Linked DNA regions of Mus musculus: regions 1, 2, 4 and 5 are each linked to region 3. Evidence: chromatin contacts called from public Hi-C, HiChIP or PLAC-seq and promoter capture Hi-C data. All regions are on one chromosome and are shown on one strand. Each heading gives the region's core, a stretch centred on a gene start, on an enhancer-like site or on the middle of the called end of the contact. The rest is flanking DNA. Distances are from core to core; before and after follow the strand shown.

Evidence for each region. Promoter capture Hi-C pulls out the DNA fragments that hold promoters and counts their contacts. A called contact is a pair of places that touch in the nucleus more often than the background predicts. HiChIP or PLAC-seq counts read pairs in DNA pulled down with a chosen protein or histone mark.
Region 1: a contact with region 3 is called in a Hi-C map of B cells, with 7 read pairs. The contact joins the promoter of A230020J21Rik here to the promoter of Traf3ip3 in region 3. A contact is called at or near these places in 2 of 39 promoter capture datasets (the C10 cell line and pre-B cells) and 1 of 484 Hi-C or Micro-C datasets (B cells).
Region 2: an H3K27ac HiChIP or PLAC-seq map of acute myeloid leukemia shows a contact between it and region 3, with 9 times the contacts expected there. The contact joins the promoter of Rps6kc1 here to the promoter of Traf3ip3 in region 3.
Region 4: a contact with region 3 is called in a promoter capture Hi-C map of the HPC-7 cell line. The contact joins the promoter of Angel2 here to the promoter of Traf3ip3 in region 3. A contact is called at or near these places in 1 of 39 promoter capture datasets (the HPC-7 cell line), 1 of 115 datasets of contacts at active chromatin or transcription factors (large pre-B cells) and 1 of 9 other capture datasets (liver).
Region 5: a contact with region 3 is called in a promoter capture Hi-C map of pre-B cells. The contact joins the promoter of Nsl1 here to the promoter of Traf3ip3 in region 3. A contact is called at or near these places in 2 of 39 promoter capture datasets (the C10 cell line and pre-B cells) and 1 of 484 Hi-C or Micro-C datasets (B cells).

Annotation. Positions count from the first base shown.
Region 1 is chr1:191,023,806-191,027,059 of GRCm38.p6, forward strand. A230020J21Rik (RIKEN cDNA A230020J21 gene) reads left to right here and starts at 1,546. Exons shown (of 2, transcript NR_027298.1): 1 at 1,546-2,764. Flvcr1 (feline leukemia virus subgroup C cellular receptor 1) reads right to left here and starts at 2,385. Exons shown (of 10, transcript NM_001081259.1): 1 at 1,572-2,385. The coding sequence starts at 2,288.
Region 2 is chr1:190,909,895-190,913,399 of GRCm38.p6, forward strand. Rps6kc1 (ribosomal protein S6 kinase polypeptide 1) reads right to left here and starts at 1,876. Exons shown (of 15, transcript NM_178775.4): 1 at 1,662-1,876. The coding sequence starts at 1,766.
Region 3 is chr1:193,199,674-193,203,124 of GRCm38.p6, forward strand. Traf3ip3 (TRAF3 interacting protein 3) reads right to left here and starts at 1,873. Exons shown (of 16, transcript NM_153137.4): 1 at 1,622-1,873; 2 at 1,220-1,325.
Region 4 is chr1:190,927,254-190,930,732 of GRCm38.p6, forward strand. Angel2 (angel homolog 2) reads left to right here and starts at 1,252. Exons shown (of 9, transcript NM_021421.4): 1 at 1,252-1,505. The coding sequence starts at 1,447.
Region 5 is chr1:191,061,662-191,064,837 of GRCm38.p6, forward strand. It overlaps Nsl1 (NSL1, MIS12 kinetochore complex component), which reads left to right and starts at 1,360. Exons shown (of 6, transcript NM_198654.3): 1 at 1,360-1,611. The coding sequence starts at 1,378. Tatdn3 (TatD DNase domain containing 3) reads right to left here and starts at 1,249. Exons shown (of 10, transcript NM_001357166.1): 1 at 1,140-1,249. The coding sequence starts at 1,196.

The sequences.
Region 1 (3,254 bases), core at 296-2,795, 2.2 Mb before region 3:
GAGACTACCTCAAGTGAATATAGGAAGCTCCAGATATGTGCTGAGAAGAGCGAAGTCCACCTATAAGTAAATATTTCCACTTATTATCCATAAAATTAATACTTCATAAATATGGAGTTGATATTTTTGTTATGCTTAATGAAGCATTTACCTCGAAAACAATTCAGAACCAAAAAAATACCTTTTAAAAAACATCTGCTATCTAAACATAAAGAAACAACCGGGGGCTGGTGAGATGGCTCAGTGGGTAAGAGCACCCGACTGCTCTTCCGAAGGTCCAGAGTTCAAATCCCAGCAACCACATGGTGGCTCATAACCATCCGTAACAAGATCTGACTCCCTCTTCTGGTGTGTCTGAAGACAGCTACAGTGTACTTACATATAATAATAAATAAATCTTAAAAAAAAAAAAAGAAACAACCAATCAATGTATCAGTAATAAATTGTTTTTGATACATAGCAATTAAGTGACTTAGAAAAAGAAAGTAACTAATAAAATAGGCACACATATTTAGTCTCTTGGGGTATTTTAAACCATGATCTTGACCCAAGTGAGACTTGAAGTAAGAAAGTAACATTTTCTAGTTACATGGCGGCAGGTAACAATATATGTATAGAAAGGATTATAGATTTTTTTTTTAAACTAGATTTCCTTCAACTGAATGAATACTAAGCATCTTTTAAAATGTGACATTTACAGTGGTGACAAAAACATCAGGTGTCACAAGTGCCCTCTAGCAAAATTTTAAGTTACAATAACAAGCCTAAAATTAACAAATGCAAACATAATATTGTGGTGACTCATGGTGGTGTTTGGGAGCCTGAAGCAAGATTGTCAAGTTTGAGGCCAGCCAGGGGGACACTGTGATTTCCAGACCAGCCTGCCCTACACAGTGGAAGAGACCGTTTTAAATAAATAAATCACATACAAAAACCTTTTACCTACTATTATTTCTGTTATTCTAGTGGCATTTGAATTTATGATGGTAGAAAAAAACAAGATCATTTCTTAAGGAAGCCTTGACTTATCCCACTAACCATTCTTGATCAGTGATTTGCCTTCCACTGTCTCACGGTTAAGAACTAATAGCTGGACTCAGTAATACTGCCAAGTCTTTATCACCGGAGCATTTATTGAACATTCACTTATACGTGACCAGTAGGTGCCAAGCTGGGCTGACTACTAATACTAATACAATTAAATCAGGGCTGTTCCAAGGACATTTAACATGGAAACAAACTTTCCAGATCTCAAGACCTTTCTTCTGCAGTGGCGACAAAAACACCTGAGATCTCTTTTACCGCCAGTTTCCAAGCGTGCCCGTGTGTGCGCCTGTGTGTAGGCCAGAGGGCAACCTCGGTGTCCTTTCTCAGGAGCTGTCCTCCTCACCTGTCAGTGCTGGCTGGGAATACACCCTGGAGCCACCGTGCCAGGCTTTTCTCGTGGTGCTGGAGCCCAGTCTTCACGCTTCTATAGTATGCACTTTACCCACAGACCGTTGCCCCAGCCCGGCCTATGACTTCCTACCAGCCTGAAAGGATCCCAGTTATCTAGACGTTCCAGTCTTTACCTGATTGCCCAGCACTGCTGTGGCACAAGCCGTCGACACCTCCTTGGGTCCAAACCATACCGAGGCGACGGGGGAGGGCAAGCCCAGGATGAAGACCTGGGCCACGGAGCACAGGATCTGCCCCAGCATGGTGACCCAGAAGAGGTGCCGCTGCACGCTGCCGCACTTGACCCAGGCTCCCAGGCAGTTGAGGCCGGAGCCCAGCAGCGCCGTGAGCCGCAGGCCTCGCGTGTCCAGCAGCCAGGTGGCCGGGAAGATGAGGGGCACGTAGGCCACCATGTACACCATGGACAGCCAGTTGATGTGCAGCGGCGACACCTCGTAGAAGTCCTCGAACACGTTGCTGATGCTGCTGTACTGGATCCACTGGAAGGCGTTCACCAGCGAGTAAAGGCTGAAGATGAGCAGCACCACGAAGCGCCTCGGCGACAGCGCTGTGCGCGGGGGACACGCGGGGCATGGGACGTCCTCCCCGTCGCCCGCGGGCAACAGCCGGGCCTGGGTCTCCTCCTCCGCCGCTATCAGGGCTTGCGGCCCGCCCTGGGCTCCCGCGATCAGCGGGCCGAGCCCGGGGCCTCCGTTCAGCGCCTCAGGCCCGTTTTGCGGTACCAAGCGCGCCTCCCCGTCCGGGGCGCCCTTGGGCACTGGAAGGTATCCCTTCCCCAGCGGGTGCCCGGGCGCCACGGCCGGCCCCACCTCGTCATCGGGCCGCGCCATGCCTCCCGGCTCCCCGCCCCGCCGCCCCTTAGTGCTCCTCGCCGGCTCCTAGGTCCCACCCGGTTCAGCGCGCTCGCCTGCGCCGCTTGCTGACTAAGTGAAGCAGAGCTCACCGCGCCTGGCTCTTGCCGGCAGTCCCCGCCCCCAGGGCATCTCGTATCGCGTAGTGCGACCCTCCATCCAATCATTGAGCGTTTCGGAAGTCCAGAAAACCAATCGGGGAGTTGCCGAGAAGAGGGGCGGGGTCAAGCTTGTGAAGATGTAAGAGGAGCCCAAGGCAGGCGTTCTCTACGCTGTGGTTTGCTGGAGCTGCCAGGCCTTTCTCTGCGCTCGCTCCGCAGCGTTTAGCCTCAGGTTATCTTGGAAGGAGAGCGCCAGAAAGCATTTCCGTCCGCCCAAAGAAAGAGGCTTCCTCAGAAGCAGGCCTTTGCGTTGATTGAGCTGAGCGGCTCCATCCACGCAGAGGACTGAAGGAGGTAATGGACAGGTGCAGCCCCTGCCTGCCTCCTGTACCCCACCAGTAACCAAAGTCTGTGCATAAGCTAACCGTGTACTTGCACATCCCGGGACCGGATGAGGGCAGAGCTCCGGAAGCATCAGGGTCCTACTGGGCCTTAGACAAAGTCAGCCTGCTACCCTTTGGGAAGCTGTGCGTGCAAACACGGGGTGCCAGGACTTAAGATTTACTCACTCTCTCTCCCTCTGATCCTCCTTTTTAGACAGGGTGTCACCCGGGACTCTGTAGGCAGGTTGACCCGAATTCATGGAAATCCACCTATCTCTGCTTCCTGAGTGTTGGAATGACTCTGGCGCTAATGAGCTCACAGTGGCTGCAGGGGACCTGCAGAAGACCAAGCCCATAAACCTTTAGTCATGGGGAGATAGGAGAACTATTAACAGTTTGAGGGTGCAGAGGGACAAGGCATTGTCTATGGTGATACAGCCGCTGGGGAGTTCCCCATGCTG
Region 2 (3,505 bases), core at 626-3,125, 2.3 Mb before region 3:
AAGGCCATTGCTAGAGAGAACCTGCTCTCTGTCTAGCAGGCACAGACTGATGCAACGCCGTCTCAGTTTGCGGGTGTGACAGGCGCCTTGTCTGTTAAATAGTTCTGGTTCGAGAAGTTGTGTATCAGGAAACCAAAGATCGCAAATGACCAAAGAGGTCTCAAGATTGCCTAGCAAGAATCTCCTCACTTCCTTACATTTCTTTGAAAAAACTGCTACTCACACCCCACGTACACAACACTGACCTAGGCAAACTTCTCCCTACTCTTAAGAACTTGGTCTTCTTGCTGTCTTGAGAAACTTGCTCAACCCAGCGACACACTCCCATCTGTCTGACTCTGCATCATCTCCAAATGCTGCCAGCCCCTTGCATGCCCCAAGCTCAGTTTACCCCAATCTCTTCTCTCAGCTTCCTCAGGGCAGATTCCTGAGTGCTTTTTGAATATTCACTGCACTATTAACATTATTATTGCCCCTCCGTCAATACCCCTCTTCTTCAAGACTTAACACTAGCAACTGAGTTTCCTCATCGTGGGTTAAGCAGAACTGGTCCCGAAGCTCAAAGCTGCTACTGCTCTGCAACAGAAACTTTAGCAAACTTTTAAACTTCCTTGAATCTGCTTCCTCATCATGAAGTTGTACAAAATGCCCAGCATACACACAGCAGTGCACATAAGCACTTATTTCATGTTATTGTTCTCATTTCCCAGGAAAACGAGTTCTCAAAACTTAAGCTGAGGCAACAAAATTTAAGAAAAACAGTACTAAATTTGGAACAGTGAATTTATGTAAAAAAAAATTACCATTTATTTATTTGGGGGGACGACACCTTCAGTGGTCAGAGGACAATTTGCAGGAGTCAGTTCTCTCCTTCCACCATGTAGGTCCCAGGGAATGAAAACAGTTCTTCGGGCTTGACAGCAAGCATCTTTACCTGCTGAGCCATTGTGCCACACCAACCACCCTCAAGTCTCACTTAAGTACACATGTGTCTCCTGAAAAGACTCATCAAAACTCAGAAGCAAAGGCTAAAGATCCAAGACGAGCGTCTTAACAGCGAAATCTTCCCAAGATTCTACCTGCCTCACGGCAAGCCAGCCACTGAATGAGAAGAGGAAACGTCCCTTCCGTTACATAAGCCCCACAACACACCCACTAACATTTTTAAGTGTGTGTTTTCCCTCTGGAATGCACCAGCCCAATTCTGCAAATTTCATTTCAAGAGAAAGTCCACATAGGACAGAGGACTAGGTCATCCATTTAAAGACATCCACCAGTGTTCCACCCCAGAATGGCTGGTGGAGCCCAGCATCCCTTATGGAGCCTGCACTCCAGTCTACCAGGAGTCCATTCTCATGCTTAGAGTTCCCATCATCTCCATCCTGGGGTCCCTCTCTCCTGACTGAGGTCTCCAATATCTCCATCCTGGAGTCCTGTCTCCTGGCAAGGGTCCCCAGCATCTCCATTCTGAGATCCCATCTCCTGCCTGGGGTCCTCAACATCTCGAACCTAGAGTCCCATCTCTGCCTGGAGTTCCTGTGTACTGTCTAGGGTCTCCTGTCCGAGTCTCCATCCCTCCCTACCAACCTACCTACCACTCGCCGCACCCAGCCGCAGCCCGGAGCCCGTGCCCCGCCCAGTGTCCCTATCCAGAAACTCACCCGTGCGGTAACCTTATAGACAGTGTAGCCCCTGGGGTGTCGCTGGGGCTCGGTGACAGTGTAGAAGCGGGCCAGGTCCGCACTGTGACCCCAAGGAGAGGTCATCCTCCCTCCGCCCGTGCTTCCGCCAGCTGGGGACCATCGGGCAGCCCCAGCTGTGCCGGACTCCACGCAGCACTAAGCACGAGCACCGCGAAGAGGGGGCGGTGGCTCCTGGGGGGCTGTCGCTTGGATCTGCTTCCGGATCACCACACAGACTTCCGGGTCATCCCGGTCGACGTTCGGGATAAGAAGGTGCGGCTCTGGATCCTCTCCGAGCTGTATCGTCCGCTGTGGTTACTAGCGCCTAGCTCAGTCGCCATGGATACCGGAGGCGTCCCTACTAAGTCTCCTGGTGCACTAGCTTCGATGTCTACTAGAATTTGCGAGCTGGGGAGAGGGTTGGGCCTCCCGCCCTGTGCTCCTGTAGAGTCCTGGGTGATGGACGCAGCGGTACCCGAGCCAAGCATCTCCTTTCCTTCCCTACTTACTCTGTGCGGTGCCCACAGCAACATCGCAGCGCTCTGACAGACACGTCCCCATTTTCCCGTAGATGAACCCTCTTTGACATACCTACAGCTGCACGACAAGCCCTCACCCTACGTAGAATAGAAGTGCATCCCTCCCACTCTCTCAGGGAGATTGCTTGAGACCAACATGGGTCAAGTAGTGAGTTCAGAGTTAAGCTGGGCTACATGGGGAGAACCTGTCTCAAAACACAAAATTTGCTCAGTCACAGGATCCAGGGCAGTCTGCTATACATAACAAGACTCTCAACAACAACAACAACAAAGAAGTTTGTTGTTTTTTCAACAGTCCCTAGACTCTTAAATGTGCATCTGTTGTGGGGGTTGTAGAAGGAGACTCTCAAAGTCACTACAAAGAGTCTCCAGTTTCTATTGATTGGCATCCCCTACCTGGCAATTTTTTTTTAACTTTCTCTTGATCAGAGCTCTCATTCCCAAAAGATTCATTGCAAGGTTCTGTCGTTGTTAATTCTGTGTCTCTTGCTTCCTCTCCTCCCTGCCTTCTAACCCCTAGAACACACAATTAAGGAAGGAAGGAAGGGAAGAAACAAAGAGGGAGAAACAGAGATGGTAAGAAGAATTAGAGATGTGGTTGAGTAGTTAGTTAGGATCTCTGATTGCTCTTCCGGAGGAATGGGTGAGGTTCAAATCCCAGCATGCCAGTGGCAGCTCTTAGCTGCCTGTAACTCCAGTTCTGAGGGATCTGATGCCCTCTTCTGGCCTCCTCCAGCACACAAGTAGTACACATACCTAAGAGCAGAAAAACACCCATAGACATAAAAATAAAAATCCTTTTACAAAGGAAAAGAGTGACTTTAGCACCCTTTGTCTGCTCACATCTCCATCCCAGCCTGACACCCTTGCTCATTTGAAAACTACTTGCTCCACTCATGTGCTGATTTCCACTCTCTTTGGCAGAAAGAAAAACGTTGTTCTAATAATGTCTCCACCCTGTATGTTTGATCTTCGACTATTAACCTCTTCTGAGCCTTTAGGCTTTTCTTATTATTTCTCTTATGTGTATGGGTCTTTTGCCTGCCTGCATGTATGTTGACCACATGTATACCTGGTACCCACAAAAAAAAAAAATCACCACAGATCCCCAGGATGGTTCATGTGGGTCCTGGGATCCAAATCCAGGTAGGTCCCCTGCAAGAGCACCAGGTGTTCTTAACTGCTGTTATCTCTCTAGCTCAAGCCTATACAGTCAAAAAACTAGCTATCACTTATTCATTAACCCTGAATTCACTACCTGCTATGTGTCAGACTTTATACTAA
Region 3 (3,451 bases), core at 623-3,122:
AATTACATACATGTGCATCTTCAAGCCACAGCACCCGATTATTCTGTCTTCACTGAAGGAGGGGAACCCTTGCTTTGGGGCCAGACTGTGACTCACTTCTAGGTTGTCAATACCCACCAAACAGGTATGTGTGTGTGTGTGGGGGGGGGGGGGTTGCTAAGCCTCAGTGTTCTTATTTATAAGATGGGGCTAAAACTTCCCTTGAAGGGGCATGAACCTTAAAAGACAACACCCAACACCCACACCATATACCTACCACATGGCATATGATAAGCGACAGCCTTTTAAAAATAATAGATATAAAAATATTGTAGTTATCATGGCTGGCGCTGAATACTGAAAACTTGGTGCTGTGAATCAAATGCCCCAGGGAACGCCAGACTGTAGGACAGAGAATGATCAATTTTGCCCTCTGACTCCCCTACTCCCACTCTCAGTTCTGAACAGGGCTTGTAGCTCCATCTTGGAATAATTTTACTGTGGTTCCTGTAGTCTCTGAGTTTGGGTTACAAGGACAAAACACTTCTGTGTGGTCTGGATGTAATCATCAACTCAATTAGGTCAGACAGGAAGTCAAAGAACAGGTAGGTGAAGAAAGGAGATGCCATTATAAGTGTGAGGGCTTAGGCTCCCCACTGTGGGACTTACCAGAGGGAGCTCCCAGGTTCCCTACCTTCCAGACGGGAAGAAGAAAGGTCTGAGGGGTTGAGAACAGGTCTGTGAGGATGTCTCTTCCTGTTCTCCATCTATTGTCTGTAGGGCCACTGAAATATGGCTATTTTACTCTCTGCATCATTAGGTCTTAATGCTTAGGAAGTTGCAATAGGAATGGCTCCCTAGAGAGAGGAGTGTCTCCAAACCCATAGCCTTCTACACCTCCTGGGGTGTGGCGTGACACCTGTATGGAACCACACAGCCTTCTAGGATGGTGGGATCATCCTGGCTTGCTTTAACGCAAGTAGGCTATGGAAAGTCTGATGGACAGGGACAGGCTATAGAAAAAAAGGAACTGGTCCTGTAGTTCAGAAAAAGGTCACAAGGCCACTGCCCAGGATTTCTGTAGTTTCTGAGGTACCCCTGGCCAACATGAAAGGGCCTAGTTAGAGCTCGGAGGAAGGGCTAGTACTGGCTAGGGAAGGCTCTCCTTCCTGCACAGGAAGACAGCAGCACACTGCCCCTCAACTACAGACATGTTGACTTGCCACAGTTTTGCACCTACCTCCTGGCTGTGTATGCAGAGGAGATGATGGGTGGCTTCCTACACGAATCTGGCCTTCTTAGTTCAGAGTTCTCAGCGGGAGCTGAAGAGCCTGTTACAGGGATCCCTACATTGAAGGGATTGGGAAAAGTCATTTAATTTGTGTTATGGATGCAGAGCACACCAACACCAAGCCATGCAACTCACACCTAACCGAAGCCATCAGACGGAGCAGAGCTGGGAGCCATACCCTGTGGTTGCCTGAGGTCTCTAGCACAGGATGTTTTTTTGTCATACAAGCCCCATCGAGTACATTCTACCACCTGCTGCTACGCAGGAGGCTGGCATGGCAGAGCGTATTCTGCCCCACCCTAAGTCAGCAGATCCAAACCAAGATCCCAAAGCATCTTCCTCCACAGTTACCTCAAGTCCCAGGTTCTGTCTCAAGTGTCTCAGGAGAGCCTTCAGCCCTTTCTTTCTAGGTCTCTCTGGTCTCAGAAGGCTGGGGAAGCTGTCAAGCCGAGTTTCTGAAGAAGTTTCTAAACCCCCTCACCATTTTCTTCTTATACTGACGTTATTTTCGCACAGCAGCATGCTGAAACAGGAAACACAAGCCACAGTGTTCACAAACCTCAGTTCCTCTCCTTGCCCTTAGCAATTTGAGAGGGCCCCTGCACTCTTGGGGCCTCCAGGGCTGGTGAGGAAGTCCACCCAGGCACCCACTCTCCAACTACCTGATTGGTCTGCTCTCTGGCAGTTTCAGCCCAGTATTCACTTCCTCTGGTTGGTGCTGTAGCTCGGTAGGTAGAGTGCTTACTTGCCTAGCAAGCACAAAGCCCTAGACTCCACCCCCAGCATTAAAAGCCAGACCTGAAACCCCGGCATTCAGGAAGTAGAGGCAGGAGGACCAGGAGGTCAAGATCATCCATATTGAGTTCAAGGCTAGCCTGAGCTACATGAAACCCTGTTTAAAAAAAAATGTTTTTCTAGGACTACACAGGGATGAATTCTGGGCCATATCTATACCTTGCCACTTCTGTGGTAAGACCCAGGAGGGATGTTTCTCATACCATCTAGCTGTTTGGAGTCTCTTTTTCCCAATACTGGCATTGGGTAGAGTCTCCTGTGGTCTGAAGGATCTGTGTGTTTTGTGGAGTTCCAGATCCTTGAGGGCATCCTGGATTCATGTCTTTATGAGGCAGTGTGGAGGGGTGAAATATGGAGGGCTAGAGGGCAGAAGGCAGGTAGCCAAAAGAATCTGAAAAATCCCAGTGAATTGAACTAAGAAATTTTGGGAAAAATTAAAGAGAACTGATACATTAAAAAGAAACTTACAAATGGGAAATCCCAGAGCAACTCAGGATAGATAAACAGGAAACTGAGTTTGTACAAGTTCAAGGACTGCTCTGCAACCTTCTGAACAAGCCACTCAGTATGGAGACTATACAGTTCGAAATGTGTGAGGCAGGTGTGAGACAGGTGTGAGGCAGGTGTGAGACAGGTATGAAGCAGGTGTGAGGCAGATAATGATATATTCAAGTAGCTAGGATAAGTTTTGTTAACATGGAGAACTTATCACAGTCCTCTTCATGACTGCTATTTCCTCATTCTCTTAAGAGAAAAAGTCAAGAAGTAGGCAGGAAGGAAGCACGCAGGCCAGATTCTTATACTAGAACCCAGACCAAGGAGGCTCCTAGGGTGAGAAATACCCGAGAACACAGGGAGACAGGAGATTGTATCAGAATTGCCATAGATCCTTTTGGACTTTATTAAAAACTATATAGAAATGTATACAGAGATCAAATTCTTATCTATGGCTGGGTACTCTTTGGGTGCTATACTCATGCTACTGGGACTAATGTTAATGCAAGTTCAAAGTCACATAGCATGGGTTCATGAGTACATGGGTACATGAGTGCATGAGTGCATGGGTGCATGAATACATGAGTGCATTACCAGCCCAAGTAATTTATTCTAGAATAAAGCTCCAGGTACTTTTATTAGTCTACTAGTGGTATCTATCTATCTATCTATCTATCTATCTATCTATCTATCTATATGCTGTGGTTTGGATCCCCCAAAGTTCCACATCTCAGAGCCTAGCTCCCCACCTCAGCACTGCTGGAAGGTGCTAGAATCTTGGGAATGGGCTTATTGGGAGGCAGTTAGACTGTTGGTAGTGTGTCCTCAGAGGGGAGAGTCCATCTAGGCTCTTCTCTCCACTTTTTACTTTCTAGTCATGAGGTGAGCTTT
Region 4 (3,479 bases), core at 2-2,501, 2.3 Mb before region 3:
CTGTTCACAAGTCACTTACAATGTGATTATGGAACAAGGCATATAGGACACTACTGGCCACATGTAACTAACAACAACATTGTGATCACCCTTAGAAAATAGGACAGTATAAACCTCAAGCAGTCAGCCCCCATTTGTGGACACTGCGTTTGTAAACTGCCTACTCCCTAAAACCTACCTAAAATGTCCAAATCAATCCTCACAGTGTTTTGGTTTTTCTCCAACAAGGAGAAAGGCAAATTTTAGTTGCCTAGTGTGCTTGTCCCTGAGGTTAAACAAGGCACTCTGCCCTCTTGAGTTTTCAGACCGTAAAAAACTAACCTTTCTACCGACTACTTAGTGTCCCTTTCCCACAGTTTTACTGATTTTTCTATTAAAAGTGCCCCCCAAGTATACTGCTGCAAGATTCTGAGGTGACAAAAGTTAATGATGTAATATAGAGAAAATATGTGTACTAAATTATCTTCAATTAGGTATGTATCAGAAGACTGTTGGACAGAGTTTAACGTTAATGAAGTGACAATATAAATTAAATAAGGAACATGCATAAAACAAGACTTCATATTGGTTGATGAAAATGTGGTCCGAAGCCAAGTATGGCAGTACGTTGCTGGTGACCACAGTGCTCAGACAGGCATGTGAGATAAGTTTGACGAATGCCTGGACTGCACAAGACTTTTGTCTAAGGACACTCACGAGTGTGCGTGTGCAATCAGAGACTAGCTTTCCTCAGAGTTTGCTAATTCAGCATTCCTGACATGTTTACACAATATAACAACTGCAGATAAAGAGAAGGATATACACGAAGGATAAAGTATCTCTCAAAATTAACACAAGGAAAAGAACAAAACTTCCCAAGAAATTACTACCCACAGCTACACAGCTCTACCAAAGAAACTAAGCAAGCAGCGACCCTGGTTTCCAGTGCCCTCTGCCTCGCTATTCTCGCTGTCCCTTCTCCATTTATGTTTTCCAAGAAAGCTACGCTCGATCTGACAGACTCGGATCATCAACGCACTAATTAATGTACAAGTGGGTTCTCTGAGATTTGCACAAAATCAATTATAAAGTTCTACGGGAACCCACAGAATAGTATTTCCTCAACGTGGAAATCTACCTTTTGGATCTACGCAACCACGTAAATACACTTTAGGTCTCACGCAGCTCCTGCTCCTTCCTATGTCTTAAGAAAGCCGTCAAGCGCTAGCCTTCCGCCCTACCAGGAAATGGCTGTCCGCGCACGCTCTGCGCATGCCCGGAGTCGCACTGCTTAAAGGAACTGCCCCAGAAGGCAAGATGGTGACCGGGCCTGCGGCGAGACGCTCCTCCCAGCATGCCTAGCGGCCGGCCGGGAGCCGAGTGATGGGGATCCGGTAGGACCCGGCGAGCGGCCGAAGCTGAGGTGCAGCCGCGGGCCCGGGCGTTGGGCGCTCACAGAGAGCCAAGATGGAGACGTGGCGCTGTGTGAGGAGGGGCTACGGCCGCTGTGTGGCGGGGCGAGGCCGGTCAGTGGCGAGCGGCCGGCGGGATGGACAGAGGGAGGGACCTGGAGGGGCGGGCGGGGAGGGGAGGGGCGGGGCGGCGGGGCGCGGGAGGAAGGCGGAGGAAGAGGGTCCGCGGCGGGGACGCGCCAGGCGGCGCCCGGGGAGAGGTAACGCGCGGGCGGGCAGCAGCGGTGGCCGCGGCCTCCGGGATCCTGCGGGCCTCGCGCGGCCTCCACGCTCGCCGCCGCCGCCCGCGCGCAGGGCCCCGCCCGGAGGGAGGCTGCGCGCCCCGGGGTGGCTGGGCAGCGTCGGTCACGCGGAGGCCAACTTTCACCGCCACTCAAGTTCTTGCTCCGTCCTGGGTATTTTTCTTTCAATCCACTCTTTGAGAGCCTGGCGTGATGGCTCACGCCTGCACTTTCCACACCCCGGAGGCCGAGGCGGGAGGATAACCATGAATTTGAGGCTGGCCTGGATTAGGCAGCGAGCGTGACACTCCGCCTCCAAAAGTAAAAAAATAACTCACTTGAAATTTTAAAGCGCCACAGTACATGCAGCCTCTAATAATGTCACCCCAAGTAGTATCCACCGAATCTTAAATTGGATGTACGGATTATGTTTTTCTCCTATAAACTTTGAGGACTTAGTTATTAAGATTCCAGTGGTTTGTATAACCTTTGAAACTATATCGTACCACGCGTGGGAAATAGCACACTGTCGTTACATAAGCCGTTGGGATCTGCCCACTCCATTCCTGGTTCCTGTGCTATGGCATTTTCTGAGTACCAGCTGTGTGCTTGGCCCTTGGGTGGAGACTGGGCTTTCAGAGAATACTGAGGTTCGAACCCTCAAAAGCTCACTATCTTACAAGAAAAAGATGTGGTATAAATAACTGCCAATCCAAAGAATAAGCGTCACTGTGCAGGTTGCAGTATAGAAACATTTCAAGACAGAAAGTAAACCGTTATAGCACTGGGGAGGTGGAGGCAGGAGAATTAGAGACACCACCAGCCTGTGCTGATGGTCTTGGACTTGGTTTTTGTCTTGGTTTTTTGTTTGTTTGTTTTTTAGAGAAGGAGGGTTTTTCTTTGTATCTCTGGCTGTCCTGGGATTCATTGTGTAGACCAGGCTGGCCTTCAACTCAGATCTGCCTACCTCTGCCTCCTGAGTGCTGGGATCAAACTCATGGGCCACCTCAAAATTTTTAAATTTAAAAACAAAACAAGACAAGATCCAAGTGCTGAAATCCCTTTGAATGACTTTCGGGGTCAATTGCAAGATATAGTGCCCATGTTGTGACCTTAAAGATTTACAGTAGGGTTGATTTAGAGAATAGTTTGAGAGTACTTAAGTTTAAAGTACACAATATAGGTTATCTTTTCTAATGAAAAATAGCATAATAAAGAAATTCAGCATAACAAAATCTTAATACAACTTAAGCAAACCTTAGTGATAGTAGATGTTGAGACACAAACCCCAGAAGTATAGTCCTCAGAACCCTAACACTTTGCCAGATAATGCAGTAGGAGGCAGTGCTTTGTGAGAACTTGAGAGTAGCATGTCTGTTAAATACAAGTGTGGGGACCTGGAGCCATGGCTCAGGTAGCTAAGGGCTTGCTGTACAAAGCCAAGGACCTGGGTTGGAATCCCCAGCACCCATGGAAAGGTAAGGAAGGTGTCCTCATGCCGGGGAGGCAGGGACAGGGCATCCCAGAGCTGACCTGCTAGTCTAGACAATTCTGCCGAAGACCAGCCCCTGCGTGCGGTTCTTCTTGGTTCTTCTTGAGGCAGTGGAGGGGGAAGAGCGTCGGCAGAGGGTAAGACTTGGTATATTTAAGGTTGCTGTATAATAAAAAGTTTACTTATCTAAGTCCACTGTAACCGACCTGCCTTCTGTGATCCTCTGAGGTCAGAAACTGCAGTCTCTGGCACTTAGCACCTCATCCTAAAACAGCAGGAGATAAAGTAAACAATTAATTGCTAGGGCCTTTTCCC
Region 5 (3,176 bases), core at 110-2,609, 2.1 Mb before region 3:
ACCACACTATGTAAGATCTCTATCACTAAGCTATATCCTCCCCTTCTCGTGGTTTTTGATACCATGCTGAATCTCCAACTTACAGAGTTTTTACTCTCTCCAAGACCCACGACTCACATTTGAAATGATTATGTATTCTAATCTTTCCACTTGGATGAGATCAGACTTAACCAATATCCCCCCACTAGGATTTCCAGCTGCCCACCTGCCCACTCTGATCCCAAACCTTTTCTCGTCTCAGCAAAGGCCATCACCATCTTCCTTACAGGAAGCACAAACTGAAATCTAAGTCATGCTCGATTTCTTCCTCCCCTTGCTGTTCTTATCCAAGGCATGCATGTACTGTTGGTGTTATTCCTAAAATTTGTTGAGTACATGGTATTCTCATGATATTCTCACTGTACTGGCTTCTACCAGCTCTTGTCTGTAAACTGAGACGTTTCCTAAATGCTCTCACTTTCTCTCCTCCACCTTTTTGCCACTCAGCAGCAAATTTGTCTTCAGAATATTCGCTCTCTATATATATTTAAAATGGGTTTGTTTTTAAACTTTTAAGGGTTAAGACTGTGCATCTAATGCAATCCAAATGTCTTACTGACCTTGACCTACCCTTCCCAGCTCCTGGAAATTTCTCCTTTATTAAGTGTTTCCAGCTGCTGGTTAACTAAAACAGATCAAATTCTATAATGTATGGGAGGTCTACAACCTGCCGGTGTTCATCACTACCATACACTCACACCCTAAGCGTCACCTCCTAAGAAAAAGGCACCTACTTCTCCTTCCTCTTCACTTTCCCCAATGTAGCCGGTAAAACCTATTTCCATCCCTACACATTCACTCCATCAAGTGTTATTATTTTTGTTTGTCCCTCTGCCGGGCCAGAACTAGAACCTCTGCTAAGGGCTTGGATGGATCAGCACACCTCAAGAGTGGTAGGAGAAAGGGGTGTTGAGACGACAAACTAAAGCTTCATAGAAATAGTTAACCGCCGTGTAAGATGAGGAATGTCAGTTCCAGGACGCTGGTTCGAAAGGGTCGCCATAGACTAGGTACGGTCTGAGGATTTGGGGGAGAAAAACTTGCGGGAAAGGAGACACGGCCCTCCCGACTCCCGCAAGCCCCAAGTCCCCCTCACATACGTTGTCAAAGTCCGAGGCGGAGAGATGGCAGTGACAGTCCACTAACCCCAAACCCATAGCTACTCCTGCAGGCTTCTCGACTGCAAGCCAGGCGGCGGAACTCTGGGGCCGCGGAACCCGAGGCGGAACCTTGCGGCGGCGGCGGATCGGGTTTCCAGTCGGACGCGTGCAGGAGCGTTCCAGGGAGGGAAGCATCCTTCCGGTCTCAGCGATTCCCGCCTTAGTTTAAACCGGGAAGATGGCGGCTGTCTCTGAAACAGTGCTCGTCTCCGCCCCGCAGGACCACGATGCCCAGGCCGCCTCAGACCCTCAGGCCACGGCAGCAGACTCTCCCCTAGAGGACTTCCGAGTGCGCTGCACCTTGAAGAGGGCGGTGATGGAAGTGATGGAGATGTGCGGTCGCTTCGTGCAGGAGCTCGGGGCCGTGCTGCCGGAGGACGTCCGCGAGCTCGCGCTGCGGGACGCACAGTGGGTACGGACCCCTCTTTCCCGGTCCTCACCCAGCGCATCCTGGCTCTGGCTCGGGGCCCATGTCAGGCCTTCGCAGATGGAACGATGCCCAAGACTGGCTTGGGAAATGCCAGGGAAGGCAACTAGATGCTAGTGCCGCCTGGGTGCTGCTTCCTGTCAGGAACATACAGGGCGAACACGTATGTAATCTTAAGAAGCAGGCGGTATTAAGTGTACCCATATTCTTGAACATGTACAGCGCTATACGTATAAACAAGGCATCACATTTTGCTTTCATAGCAAGCTTTCAAATCTTGTGTTTTACAAAACATTTCTTTTGGTAGTTAAGTGCGCAGTAAAGACAAAGTCGCTCTCCTGTGGGCCAGCGCAACTTTGCTGGTTGGTATGAGGAATTCTCCAGGAAATGATAATCCTTGAAGTCAGTCATCTGGCTAGGTTTTTGGTCATTGTTATTGTTTTTGTTTGTTTTTATAACATCGTGTGGATTCGGGGAGAAAACATTTTCTTTTTAAGTTGAAAATAGATGAAGAAGCTGTCTTGGTGTTAAATTTTACCAAGTTCTAGTTGAGCTGGTCATGACAGTGTATGCCAAGTACTCGGAAGGCAGGGGCATGCAAATCTCTGTGAGTTCGAGACTAGTCTGGTCCACGCCGTGAGTTCCAGACAAGCCAGGGCTACGTAGAACCTGTGCATCCTGTTGCTCCCCCGGCACCCATAAACCCTTAGAACACACTTATTTCTCCTATATTTTGTGTACCCCTGAATATGATGGTTTCTGGGAAAAGACACTAGAGATCGAAGGACTGCTAACTCAAGCAGATAAACAGCCTATATGTAGGGGAAAGTTTCAAGCTTGTAACAGCACATTCATGACCAATGACAAGAGTGCAGAGTAAATATAGAGGTTGTCAGCATCAAAAACTAAAACAACAGTGGTTAAGGGAAAGAATAATGAAGAAACCTTCCTTGGATTGTAGTTTTATACCCCAGTTTTGGGAATAGTAGCTCCTGTGTTATTCTCTCCTTAGAAGTAAGGCAAGGAGAGAAACGGCACTTAATGTTTTTAATAGTTATCTTGGGAGATGACTGTAACTAAGAGGGTTTATCTGATTATAGAAAAATGCTAAGATAATGAGAACATTTACATGTAGGAATAGACAAATGTGACTTCACCTCTAATAGCTTGTTGAATGAGATCTTAAAGAGAATCAGAAGTAGAGAAGGTTTGTTGATAAACATCTAGGAAAGACTGAGAAACACAGTGACATTCTTAAATGATAGATGAAACAGCAATGAGTATTTCAAAGACAATTTGTTTTCTAAATGTCCTCAAGAGTTTAATATAGTAAGAATCTTATCCTATAAAATAGGTTTTTTTTTCCCTTTAGTGCTAAGAATTGAAAGCAGAGCCTTCCTTGCTCTTGCTAGCAAAGTGTTGTCCACTGAGCTATATCACAGCCCTTTTTATAAGATACTAGTATAGAATACATACTCTAGCTCATAATTATCAGTCATTATTTATGCTTACTTCTTAATTATAGAAGTGGTACAGAAGGCGTGCCCATT